Regions from separate parts of the Triticum aestivum genome. Here region 1 is linked to region 2. A link is a contact called in public Hi-C data. All regions are on one chromosome and are shown on one strand. The core of a region is the stretch at or near the end of the contact, and the rest is flanking DNA. Distances in the headings are between cores, read along the strand shown. Region 1 holds the start of LOC123086658. Region 2 holds the start of LOC123086657 (O-fucosyltransferase 9).

The links. A called contact is a pair of places that touch in the nucleus more often than the background predicts.
Region 1: a contact with region 2 is called in a Hi-C map of leaf, with 4 times the contacts expected there. The contact joins the promoter of LOC123086658 here to the promoter of LOC123086657 in region 2. A contact is called at or near these places in 3 of 5 Hi-C or Micro-C datasets (all in leaf).

The regions. Positions count from the first base shown.
Region 1 is chr4A:514,788,025-514,794,245 of IWGSC CS RefSeq v2.1, forward strand. It overlaps LOC123086658, which reads right to left and starts at 3,442. Exons shown (of 2, transcript XM_044508438.1): 1 at 3,203-3,442; 2 at 302-2,841. The coding sequence starts at 2,729. The coding sequence ends at 759.
Region 2 is chr4A:514,588,901-514,595,584 of IWGSC CS RefSeq v2.1, forward strand. It overlaps LOC123086657 (O-fucosyltransferase 9), which reads left to right and starts at 2,535. Exons shown (of 10, transcript XM_044508436.1): 1 at 2,535-3,049; 2 at 3,833-3,905; 3 at 4,044-4,111; 4 at 4,580-4,668; 5 at 5,308-5,505; 6 at 5,610-5,814; 7 at 5,906-6,073; 8 at 6,629-6,684. The coding sequence starts at 2,717. LOC123086656 (a long non-coding RNA gene) reads right to left here and starts at 736. Exons shown (of 5, transcript XR_006441030.1): 1 at 518-736; 2 at 193-388.

The DNA of each region.
Region 1 (6,221 bases), core at 2,192-4,691, 200 kb after region 2:
AACAAGCATGTAGGACTGAAGATACCAACGCTGTAGCAGGCTTAATTGGGCAGATGATACTAACGTCCACAAATCAATCATTACTGAATAATAATATATAAGCAGGGTAATTTCTTTAGTACAAAAAGTACCTGTAAAGAAAAATATCATCTGCAGCCTTCTCCCAAAACATACATGGTCACTTCCAAAAACAGGACACCCGCGGCGCAATTTGTTATGCTAAACAAACACATATACTATAATTATTTTAACTTTTTTCATGTACTGTATGAGAGTATCCATGCAACTTTGCAGTCATAAAAAGCAGACATGTACAGGAAGAAACAGGGAAGGGTCCTCACAAGTCTGAGCATAAATTCATACATATGCACTAACGCTAGCAACCTCCCTTACAAACTCTTCTAGATTTTGCACCTAAAAACAGGGAACAGTTATAATAATTATTTTAACTGTTCATGGTTCTAAGAAGTCAGTCCTCGCTTACAGCCTCTCAACACCAACAATAACCAGCACAATTTCTTCTATCTACTTGAATAACAAATAACTAATGAGAAGCTGTCACAGGGGAGATAGCCGGCCCAGTGTTACATGAAAATATGTGCAGAAAAATGACCTATAATCATCGCCGGATACATGATAGTACTCTCTAATCTGAAGAAACAGAAAGAACTTTGCCTATCTTGCCAAATGCCAACAAGGGAACTGCTGAAAGCTAGTACTATTGGACATAAAAGAAGGGAGATGGATAGAAATATATGTCAGCTTCGTAATGAACACTTTTTCTGAGAATGCCCAAGAAGATGACACCGGCCACACTGAACGATCCGTTTCGGCCGTTTCAAGCTTTCCATCTTGAGAATCTTCATTTTGGGACGGCCAGGAGGCCTTCGGATCTTTGGTGGGCGAAGTATCATGTCTGATTTGTATAGGCCTCGCGGCCCAGAGGACGAATTGCTCCAGTGGATCCTGTCTGGAATTGGATAGATCCGCTGAGAGTAAGTTTCCCTATACTTCATTACACTAAAGCAATCATGTGCATACAGGCGAGGATCTTCGCCACATGAAAGTAGTGCAGCAGCAGCATGTGCACATGGAATACCATAAATTTGCCAGCGACGGCACGAGCAGAACCTGGTTTGAGTATCCACAATGTTTGTTCGCTCAGATGACACAATCTCAAACTCCACCTTGTTTGCTCTGAGTACTTGATAACATCTTGAATCAGAAATGGATTCAGAAATAAGTTTCTCAGCAGATGGAACAAGAACTGAGTTAAGGGATAGGGCCAAGTTCTGACGTTCAGTAAACCAGCAGGTTAGTTGGTGCCTGATGTATTCAACAGTTTGCACAATGGGAAGCTCATGACACTCCAGGGCCCAGTTATATAATATCTCAGTTATCGCAAGACTAAAATGGCCATATCTGATACCCTCAAAGTAAGCAACTGCCCAGAGGTTTGGTGGAAAATTCTGGAACCACGGCATGACATCTTGAACTTGCATCATATCTTTTACCTTTGAATCAAATTCTGCTGTTGTGAGAGCATAAACGGCACTCCAGAAAAGGTTCAGAAGTTTAGGACTCTTGAACTCCTCGCGGAAATTCTCACTCACGTATCTCAAGCAAAATCCATGAAAAGCAGTTGGGAAGTTGACCTCGACCGCTTCAACCACCTGTGGTTGTCTCTCAGAGATTATTGTGAAGACAGGCATCTTATCTGTGTTAACACCAAGCATCTTCCTCAGTTCTGAAATAAACCACATCCAGTTCTCATCACTTTCAGAATCAACAACACCAAATGCTACAGGGAACATCATGTGATCAGCATCAACAGCCGAAGCACATAGCAATGTCCCAAGATACTTGCCCTTTAGATCTGCCTTGTCAATTTCCAAAAGGGGTCTACACGCATTTAAGAAACCATAAATAGATGCATGAAATGAAACAAAGAGCCGTTGGAAGGAATTCTCTGGCCCAGCCCCTTTGTATACTGCAACGCTACCAGGATTTGTCTTTCCAATCTGGTCACAGTATGCAGGAAGAAGGCGATATCCATCCTCAAGGGTACCATGAACAGCAGCCATGCTTCTCTCCTTTCCGCGCCATGCCTGCATATAAGACACAGCAACCCCATGCTGGTCCCGAATATCCTGCAATATCTCTTTTGGCTTAATCTGCGGATTATCTCTTAGCCTTGCCTCAACAGACCTAGCCACCCAGTTAACAGTAGCCTGCTGATGATGTAGGTCCTGAACACCCTCACATGTGTGCTCTCCTTGCAATGTCCGGACCGTGAAAGTTGGAACACCGTGGCACTTGGCCACATGCACACGCCACAGGCATCCTTCTGTGTTGCATTTGGCAATGAATCGGCTACGATCTGATTTCACGACGCGGAGCTGGAAATGCAGAGCAACAGCCATATCCTTGATGGCACTCCGGCAAGTGTCAACATTGGTAAACTCTTGGCCAATGAAAAGGAATTGCTCACGCGGTACAGGGTCCTTCTCTGGCTCGAGTAAAATCTGGTCTTCATCCCCCTCAACTAGAACATCGCCATCTTCCACCTGAACTAAAACCTGATTGTCCTCAGCCTGAACTAAAGCCTGGGTGTCTTCCGCATTAACTAAAGCCCGACTGTCTTCCGCATGAACTAAAGCCCGGCTGTCTTCGGCATGAACTAAAGCCTGACTGTCTTCCGCATGAACTAATACCTGGCTGTCCTCCATATTTGAGCAGCTCTACAGGCCGGATAAAATTACTTTACTTTGAGTGATAAAAACACCAGACAACTCGATAGTGACTGAAAAGATTTTGCTCCACACCTTCTTAAGCACTGCCCTGCAAATATTAGCACAACCCTATTAACGAGAGAAAGAGCCATTCCAGTGGTATAAGAAGTAACAGTATTCAGCACAAGCACGTAATTCACTAACGCCAGAAAGAGCCCATCCAGCGGCACACCAACCCTCCCCAACCCCCATTTTTTAGAGGAAAACTGAATCTGCACGCTGGCTTGCAAGGCCTACGGCGTGAGGCGTGGACTGAGACCGATCTCGCGCGCCGAAGGAAAGAAAAATCTAATCTTATGAGCCATGGAAAATAAGGGGTGGATCTAGACGTTGCGGCGGGTGAACACCCAAAATTTGTGGAGGTTGGTTCGGGATTAAGAGCAGGCACTGGATGACTAGAAAGCTCGTACCTTTAAAACCAATGTTCAAGGCTGCGGACGGGGCGGAGACGCCGGCGGGGGGACGGGCGGGGGGAGGCGCGATGGAACGGGAGCGGCCGGGGACGGACGGCGGGGTCGGACGGCGGCGGCCCTAGGGCACAGCGGTGGTACAGAAGAGATTTTAGTTACAGTATATGGGTCGGACGGAGGAGGAAGAAAGGATAACGGAAGAAGGGGAAAAGTCTAGCCATGGAGGCGACGATTTTTGACGGCACGGATCGCTCGCTGGCATGCCTAACGGTGGATGGAGAGATTTCATTTTACCGTCAGGCAGAGATGGACCGGCGTGTCTTTAGAGCATCTCCAGCACCAGATATTGAAAAAAAAAGACATTTTTACATGAAAAAAACAACAGACATTGATAAAAGAACTGTTGTTTAGGGCACTTTGGTCAAAAAAAAGAACACTGCTCCAACAGCTATCCATAAATGATGATGCCAATTTTGTGGGACATCCATAAATTTTGCACTCCAGTTGTTGCATATTTGCAGCGCCGCTACACTTGGTGCCACAAAACCAAAAGGCAGTCATGAAAGCCAACTACTCCACAGAAGTTCCCTCTCCGCCTGACCCACCGCCACCTCCGCTGTAACCCCCAGGCCCAACCGTCACCCCACCGTCCATTCCCGTAGCTCCCAACCGCACATTCCCGCAGCTCCGGATGTCCGTGCCCACCGTCGAGTCCATCCGTCGTTGCTCGATTTGCATCGATTATGGCAGCTTCTCGTCCCTTTGTCATCCGATATGGCTGCCACAACACCAGGGCTCACCTTCGAGCTCGAATAGTTGTCACCCCTTCCCCAAGTGACTGGTGTGGCCACGGTCGAGCCGTTGCTCTTCCAAGCTCTTGGTTATCAGCCGACATGACGAGGGCGGCTCTGCCCAAGATCTGCAGCTTCCCAATAGCGGTAGGAGCACCACAACCACATTCCTAGTCGTTCGGGCAACCGCCTCAGCCCGGGTGTGCTACGGCGGCCGGATTTCATCTTCTCGCCCACTAGGTGTAGATAATGAGCTAAACATTATGACCTACATTTATGTGGTTCTCGTATATTTGTTTTGTTTTATGTGCAAATCTCTACCAATTTAACTTGCAGGTTTTGAAGTTGTTGTTCTTAATACTCCTTCAAACATTGAACCTTGGTTGATAATTGGAATGAATCAAATATTATTGTTGCAACCGACCGCTCATTCTGTTTTGCAACTAGTCCAATTACACTCCGGATGGAAGTACTTTATAAATCTAGTGGAAATGACGTCGACATTTATAATCCTTGTTTCTAGGGCATGGTATGACTTTTACTTATCTAACCCAAATTCAGGATTCTAAATCTCATGTGACATGAGCTTTTCTCATTTTCCATATGCCTATTTAATACAAAGCGACAAAAGATAAATATCCATTACACCTAGATCTTTTGTAGTCACTACTCATTAGTGACACAGTGCATTAGAGTTGATACAGTATATGCTATTTTTTATTTCTTTTGCCATCATGATGAGGCAATAAAATATTTATTCTTCCAATGCAAATATGCTCGTTCTATATAGTCAGTTATCCAAATAGCTTCTGGCTTGTATATTCCTTGTAGTGTTGTTAATGTATTTTGCAATTGGTTACATGGGATTTCACAGGTTTAGAACTCTTCTCAGGGTGGGAGCATTTGTCGTTATTTGGTCGCTTTGGCTATGCAGAAATGATAAGGTTTTTAACAATAAAAGTACTTCTTTAATGCAGGTTATCTACAGATGTACTGGGACTCTTCGTTTATGGTTCTCTCTACAACGTGCGAAGAATTGATATTTACGAAGGTGTGTACACGATTGAAGGCTTCGACGAGGGATACTTTTACCCAACATGGGTGGCAGCATGATCTTAGAATCGGCCCCCCTTCGCTTCAGGCGTTATACGGACTCTTTATGTTTTTTTTCGCCTTTTTCTTTTTCATTTGTTTGAGAGTCCCGTTTTTGCTGTGTGCATATTAGTTATGTAGGAATCGGTTGTAATGCTTAAATTATTTAAGTAATAAAGTACCCTCTTTCAAAAAAATTGAACAATATAAGTTTGTTTTCAGTGTAACATTAAGAATCACTTTTGCTACCATTGTTGTAGAATATTGAGGAAGAAAAGGTTTATAAAGTCAGCATGTGCATCAGGTCATCAGACTCCATGGATCTAACAATTTCTTTGACAAGTTCATATAGTTTTCAGAATCTAGCTGCTTATACCATCATGAAAGCAATATTGTGGTCTAATTTACCTACAGTTCAACATCTATTACAGCGATGGCTCTTTCTATGTGTAATGGATGTTTGTTATAATTCGATTGCCGGTGTTATCCATGTGTCCATCTTTACTACGGAGATTTTATTGTGCCGGCGAACCCCATCAGCTCCATCTATAATATTGCAAACATGTACAAGAAATGAGTTCTTGACTGTCTATATTTTCAATTAATTATGCATATCTCTACTTTTATTAAAAAAATCGAGTTGGTGATGATGGTGTGTCTGTCATCTTGCAATATAGACCATCCCGATCTATATTTGATGGATAGAAAGCAAATTATGACAATTTTGCAAAAAGATACCCGCACCTCTCTCCACATTCACAGATAAGGCCTCCCTTCGTTCATCTTTATCTCACATAGCCTTATTGTTGAGCAATTAAAAAAGGAAACCCCTGGGACAATCTGGCATGATGGCTGCTGGCGGTGTCGTCCATCCCCGTACCTCCGCTCAGTCCAACCACCACACCCTACTCCTCCTCACCTTATCTCTCAACTTTCTCGAGATATCATTAGTTTTTACACATGAGATTACTCCCGCATGGGTCAATCACAAACAGGTGTTTTATAAAAAAAATCCATCTTGATGTTTCGTGCAATGCACGGGCATCTTGCTAGTTTTTTGTGGTGGAAAAGGAAGCTTTATATATCAAGTAATAGGATTACAATCTGTAGCCAATAGGCTAGTGAGAGCATCTGGG
Region 2 (6,684 bases), core at 1,285-3,784:
AAAAAACCATTCTCTCCATCCCCGGCATTGCCAATAAAACTGAAGTTGAGAAACCGTCACACAGACATGGAATCTACGAATCTTGAATGGGAAGTAATGACCAGATTTGGTTTCGGGAAGCAATAATATGAATCTTATTTTCTCGGAGGAAAGTATCGGTTACAGCGGAGGCAGGAAGGGGACGACGCATACCTAGGACCAGGGCGTAACGAGATCCTCGCGTTCCAGCCGCCGGACCTGTTTCTGAATCCGCCCGGCTCCCGTCGATGGATGAAGATGGAGAAGTTCTTTAGGGAAAAGGGATGGGGCGGACGCTCGCGTGCTTGGGGAATAGAAGCAGGCAGACGCTCGGCGCGCGGGGGTGTTCCGGATCCTTCCAGTCCAAGATCTGTGGTCCGGCACAGAATCAAGAAGAAAGGGGGATTCAGAATCTCATTTGGGGAAGCTGAAAAATGATTAAGACGCATCCCGGATGAGCGTTGCGAATAGCATAGCAGTATCCAGACTCGATACGTACCTACAGCCGTCCGCCGGAGAGGTTCCCGGGGCGGCAAGCGCCGGCGCCATTGAATCGCCTCCTTGCACCCAATCCATTAGAGCGAACGAGCAGGGCGCTGTATAGGGAGAGAATTTAGTCGTATTCACGGGTCCGCGTCGGTATGCAGGGGACGGGTGGAAGACAAGGAGGTGCAGAGCAGCTGTTACCCCTACGACGACAAGGAACGGTGACAGATGTCTGACACGGTAATACGGGCACTAAATCGCTATCCAGCGTCGGACATCTCGAGGTAAAGGGCAACGTTTCAACCGTTACGATAACGCGGCCCCGGTGCAGGTGTGCGAAAAATCCGCGCCCGAGGCACCTTGGGCACTGGGCGCTGCCCTTCTACGACAAATCAGAGTATGTCCCTGAGTTCAAGCTATGGTTGGGCTTCAGCCCGCCCAGGCCGAACTACCTGTGCGCCGCTGACCTGTCCACCATGGACCATGGCCAACGGCCCGTCGTACATCATGTTTGGGAAGATCTTGATCGGCCTGAGGAAGAGGACTGGGTACCGACGCATTTCAGGATACTGAACCTTGGCTCTGGCAAGTTTTGCATTGCTAAAATCATTAGCGCAGAGGCGACTGGCATGAAATTTTCTGTGCTCACTGGCATCGAGATGGTTCGCGGCAAAGATGATCAGAGCCGCAGTGATACGGAAGCCGGCCATCCACCCATGACCAAAAACAATCACGGTAATACGGTATCCGTCCACGAATGCGTCTGCCGTAGTGATACGGAAGCCGGCCATCCACCCATGACCGCATACATTTCAGACCGATTTCAACACACAAGATGAAAGTCTAAATGATTGCCGCCACAGGCAGCGCCCGTTTCCCACAACATATCTTTCTCATGTCCGACAGCAAGCTCATCGGCCGGCCGTGAGCCCCGGGAAGTGAAGATTCAACGGGAGGGGAAGAGTAGTGGCCTTCGCGAAGCTGCGAGCAAGCTCATCGAATGTGTGACCCTACAAGACGTCGACAGTGGCCTTTCTGGGACCCAAGCGGTGGCGGCCTCCCATATTCTACTCTTCCTCGCCATCGACAGGGGCAGACATGGACATGCCAACCTCGTCGTCATGGCGGCGGGGTGCGAACGACGATGGCGGCGTGGTCAAGGCAGAGCTGGTGACATCCTCGCTCTCGTGTGCCTCCTCTTCCTCCGTCGCCGCGTCGATGTCCAAGAACAGGGCGTCTCCCTCTGCCCACAGCACGTGCAACCGCCATCGCTCGTGGTGGATCTCGCGGGCGCTGCAGTACGACAGGAGCAGCACTTGCTCCTATCGAGGAAGCCTAGACCGTCCGCCACCATAGTTATGACAGGCTTGTCGTTCGCCTGGTCGCTGACGATTTGTTCCTCCGCGAGCTGGTGCTCGTCGAAGGAGTCGGGGAGAAGGCGCGTACACCGGGTTGCGACGCATGCGACACTTTCGACCGACGCACCACTTCAATGCTGGCTCTCATTAGATGTCATGTCCGTTGGTGCTCCCGAGCGGCACTGACCGACATGAATATGCGGCAATCACTTCATGCGGGAAATAGTGTGAGCAAGTGAAAGGGTTTTGGGTGGTTCCGGGTGTCTGTCGCGTGCTGCCCAACGGTTTGGACGCCCGCAAAGCATCCTAGTTTGCCTCTGGTCCGTGGAAGGACGGACGTCCGGACCAGTCCACGGACCGATGGAGTGCCACGTTGGATGATAAAATAAATACAGACCGCTTGATCCGGATGGATGCGAGCGATTTGAGGTTAGTGTTGGAAGATCAAAGTTTGACTACATATTTAACTAGTGAAATTCACTATATTATTCACATATTCAACTCTGCGGCGCTGATTATGAACCGGAGGAAACTGAACTTGGTGAACGTAAACATCACAGGCATTTTGTAGTTAGCGGGACGTCTCCTTTAGCCGAAAACTTATCGTCAGGAATTGGGGGTCATTCTTTTCTTTCCGAACAAACATTATCAGTCTCTGGTTGTGTCGTGTTGCCTTGGATCATATACACTCTATTCGATCCTGTACGGCTGTACACTCCTTGCCCTATGTATTTATATGTAGTATTTGCCATTCGTGATCAATCGCAGCCATCTAGAAAAATAAAAATTCCCTCGCGTGCGCTCCTCCATCACATCCTCTTGCGTCGCATGATCCGGCGGGAGCGCTCTCGGTGATGCCGCCGGCGATCGCTTTGGCGTCGGCGTCGGCGTCGATGCGCGGCGGCGAAGGCGCGAAGGGTACGGCGCGGCGCCCGGACCGCGTGCTGGCCGCGCGCCGGCGGCGAGCTGCCGTGCTGCTCCTCGCTCTAGCGTACACGGCGGCTATGCTTGTGCTCCTCCTGGGCGCTGACGGCACGGGCCTGGGCACAGGTGGTGGACGCGTGGTGGTAGGTGCGCCGCGTCCGCGGGCGCGGGCGCCAGCGCCGCCCGGATCGGTGTACCGCAGCCACCTCGTGTTCGAGCGGCTCCTGCCGGAAATGCGCGCCCTCGCCTCTCGTCCTAGCCCGGTGAGTTCTTGCTCGTTCCCAGGGACTAGTAATGTTTATTCGATCCATTCCCAGCGGAATGGGTGGATTGGCTTAAAAAAGAGGTGGAAATTTTCTTCCGGCCATGTGCGTCGGATGAATTTTTCTCGTCTACTCCTTGATTTGCCACTGGATGCTCATGGTTTGATTATAAATCGTCCCAAAATTGTTTGTAGCTTTACCACACATTGCATCCAAGTTTTGTGTTGGCTGTTTGTGAGTTGTGACACAAATACAGTAGAATGCTACATAGCTTACTAGTACTAATCTCTAGTGAAACTGGTGGTGACACTGAGATAACACTGAATTTGGCTGCTTGTAGGAGTAGACATCCATTGAATCCTTTATTTGTATTGCTATAGCACTACTGCAGGCCAATGAAGATACTTGGCACCTTGAGATGGCAATACATAGGACATAAATAATGTACTTATAAGACTGTAGCATGCGAGTTCTGTTTCATGTTCATATGCCAAAAAGGTGACAGCCCTTCATGTGGCAGGCCTATAATATGTTCTGCAACTTGGGAGATGCTTGGCATTGGGAGCTCTTTAAAGGTCAAAGAGGATTTATCTGTCAGTTGTTGATTGTAACAATGGTGTCATGATGATGATCATTTTTAGCATTACAGTGCTACTAATCCAATCACAACACATGTTCAATGCCTATGATCACTGTGACCAACAACATTTTTTCCTTTTAGTTTACATAGTCATACATACACTCTTCGCATGTATGTAACATGATTTTGCCGTGTCATTGCAGTTAATGGCATCCCATTATAAAAAGTCTGGAAAGAGATGGGTACCTTGCATCAGAAAGAGATTGACACAATCAGGTGCAAATTTGAAATGCTTTTTATGAATTTCTATACCAAATGTACCAAGATCAGCCAGTCAGAATCAGCTTTAGTATAAGTAGTAACAGGCGACATAGCTAAGTAGTTTTTATTGATGGTCCACATTACACTTTTCAGCGTTACCACCTTCAAATGGTTTTCTCGTAATTGAAGCAAATGGTGGTCTGAATCAGCAACGCATTTCTGTAAGTTGCATGATCAATTTCTTACTGAACGTGGACCAACTAGATATATTCCTCAGAGTCATCTTGATTACATATACACTACTGAAACGAAACTCACTGTTGGTACTGAAATACCTTTCTTTAATGGTATATTCTATACAGTAAAAGTATAATGATCCATGGTTCGATATTAACTATCCAAAGTCCAAACCCTTTATGGCCCCTGGATTCCTGTTTCGCAGACTCCCTTGGATTCGTTTTGAATTTATTTCTTGCATGAACATGCTGTTTCATGTTTTGTTGCAGCTTACCCTTTTATCTTCCACTAAATTCTGAATACTTTCAAAAGTCATTACGCATTCCACTGATCTTCATATGTAGAATTCTTTTCTTTTTTCTAGTGTCTCAACTGCCAACTTGAATTTCAAACTTCACAACATGTTTGCTCTGTAGTGTTTATCTGAGTCTAACAGAGATGTCTCGATACAGATTTGTGATGCTGTTGCTGTGGCAAGCTTACTTAATGCAACTCTTGTCAGCCCAGCTTTTCATCTGAATAGTGTTTGGCGTGATTCTAGGTAACTATTTTGCTTCTTTGTAGAATATCCGCAGATGTGTTTGGAGAAACTGGCATACAGCACATCCGTCCCTGGGTCACTTTCTTGAGAACTAGCTCTGTAAAAACGCCATTTGCATAATTAAGTTTCAAATTTACTTCAGTTAGCATTTTCTGTATTATATAAGTGAAAATTCTTTCTTTGCCCATTGTTTATCTGCTCTCGATAAATAAAATGGATCAGTATCCTTTCCTTTTTGGAAAAGAGAAACTTCATTATGTCTCTTCAAGCCCTTGTCTGCACTCTTTTTTTGTGCTATCAAGTCACTATTTTCTGTTGTGTCATTTCTTTTGTGCTTCCGTTTTAACAATGCATTTTTCAGCACTCTTGTTTTGTTCCTTGTTAAGCATGTACCTCAATAATGTCGATAGTATCACATCGATCTTTGCATTTGCCATTTTATAAGCTGTATCCCTATGAAAATAATTGATTGAATAAAGAATTGTTATTTTTTATGTAGCTTTGGTTTTCTTTCATATGTTATTATATTTTCAGTAATATTCTCCTCATGCCTGTGTCATATAATATGTTTTTGATTTTTGATTTTCTCATCACTTTTCCAGAAGGATAATTCTTCTTTGTTCCTGCATAATATTTCAGCAAATTTGGTGATATATTTGATGAAGACCATTTTATTGAGACACTCCGAAAACATGTAAGGGTTGTCAAAGAACTTCCTGAAAATGTTTCTGCGCAGTTTGACCATAATATCAGCAGTATACCGAATATGAGAACCAAAGCCTTCTCGTCTCACAGTTACTACCTAGAAAAGGTGCTTCCGAAACTGTTGGAGCTAGGGTATGTGCTCCTGTTGCACCTTCCTTTGATATAGTGTCAAATTCTTGCTACTAAAGGCGTTCTATACTACCATATCTTTGCTCATTTTCTGTTCTATGACACAGGGCTGTGCGTATTGCTCCTTTCTCAAATAGATTGGCTAATTCAGTTCCATCAAATATCAATGCGTTGAGATGTTTGGCAAACTATGAGGCATTGAGATTTTCTGAACCCATAAGAATTCTTGCAGATAACATGGTTGACCGAATGATCAAGAAGAGTGCTTTGACTAGTGGGAAGTACATGTCAGTTCATCTTCGCTTTGAAGAGGTTCAAATACAATGCCATGCTAGTTGGTGCCTGTTATTAAATCTTTTCAGTAAGACCAAGCTTTATGATGATTGTGTGTGCTGCATTTTAGGATATGGTAGCTTTCTCATGCTGTATATATGACGGTGACTGGAAGGAGAATATTGCAATGGAGAATGCTCGCGAAAGGGGCTGGAGAGGGAAGTTTCGCCGACCAGGTCGAGTGATAAATCCCGAGGCCAATCGGAGGAATGGGAGATGTCCTTTAGCTCCTATAGAGGTTGAAATGTTAGTTCCCCGCAATTGTTTTGAGTATGCTCGTATTGCAACACTTCTAGGGCCAGTTAGGGGTACATTTACCAATTTTAGTAAGCTCTCTAAAGATATTCTTAACTGTTACATCCAAGAATGATAAGTGCTTTAAAATTGCCACTGCAGTACTTAATGGAGCCTCACTCTGTTTTTTTCCTGAGTGCACATCATGTTCATTACTCCCCAGGCTATCTATTGTTAGAGAATACAGTTGGACACTCCAAATAGCATCTATGGTGTTGTGCATTGGTGCAAAAAGCATTTTGTAGGCATTTGCATTGCAGACTACAGTAGGTAGTGCTGGACGTCATGTTTTCAGACCATTTCTAGAATTCCTTATCATAGTCCTTTATTTTTCAGTGGACTGATTAGTTAAACTGGAGTTAAAGCTTTGGTAAATGTATCCTGCCACCATAATTTGCAGATGCATTCCAATAGGCCTTTCTGCAAGCTGCCAAGAGATCTTATTTACATGATATCATTGTATAACTTTACTTTTTCCTCACTAGTTTTGTTTATGCAGGTTGGAATGATGCTGCATGGCATGGGGTTTGATAATACTACCTCACTCTATGTTGC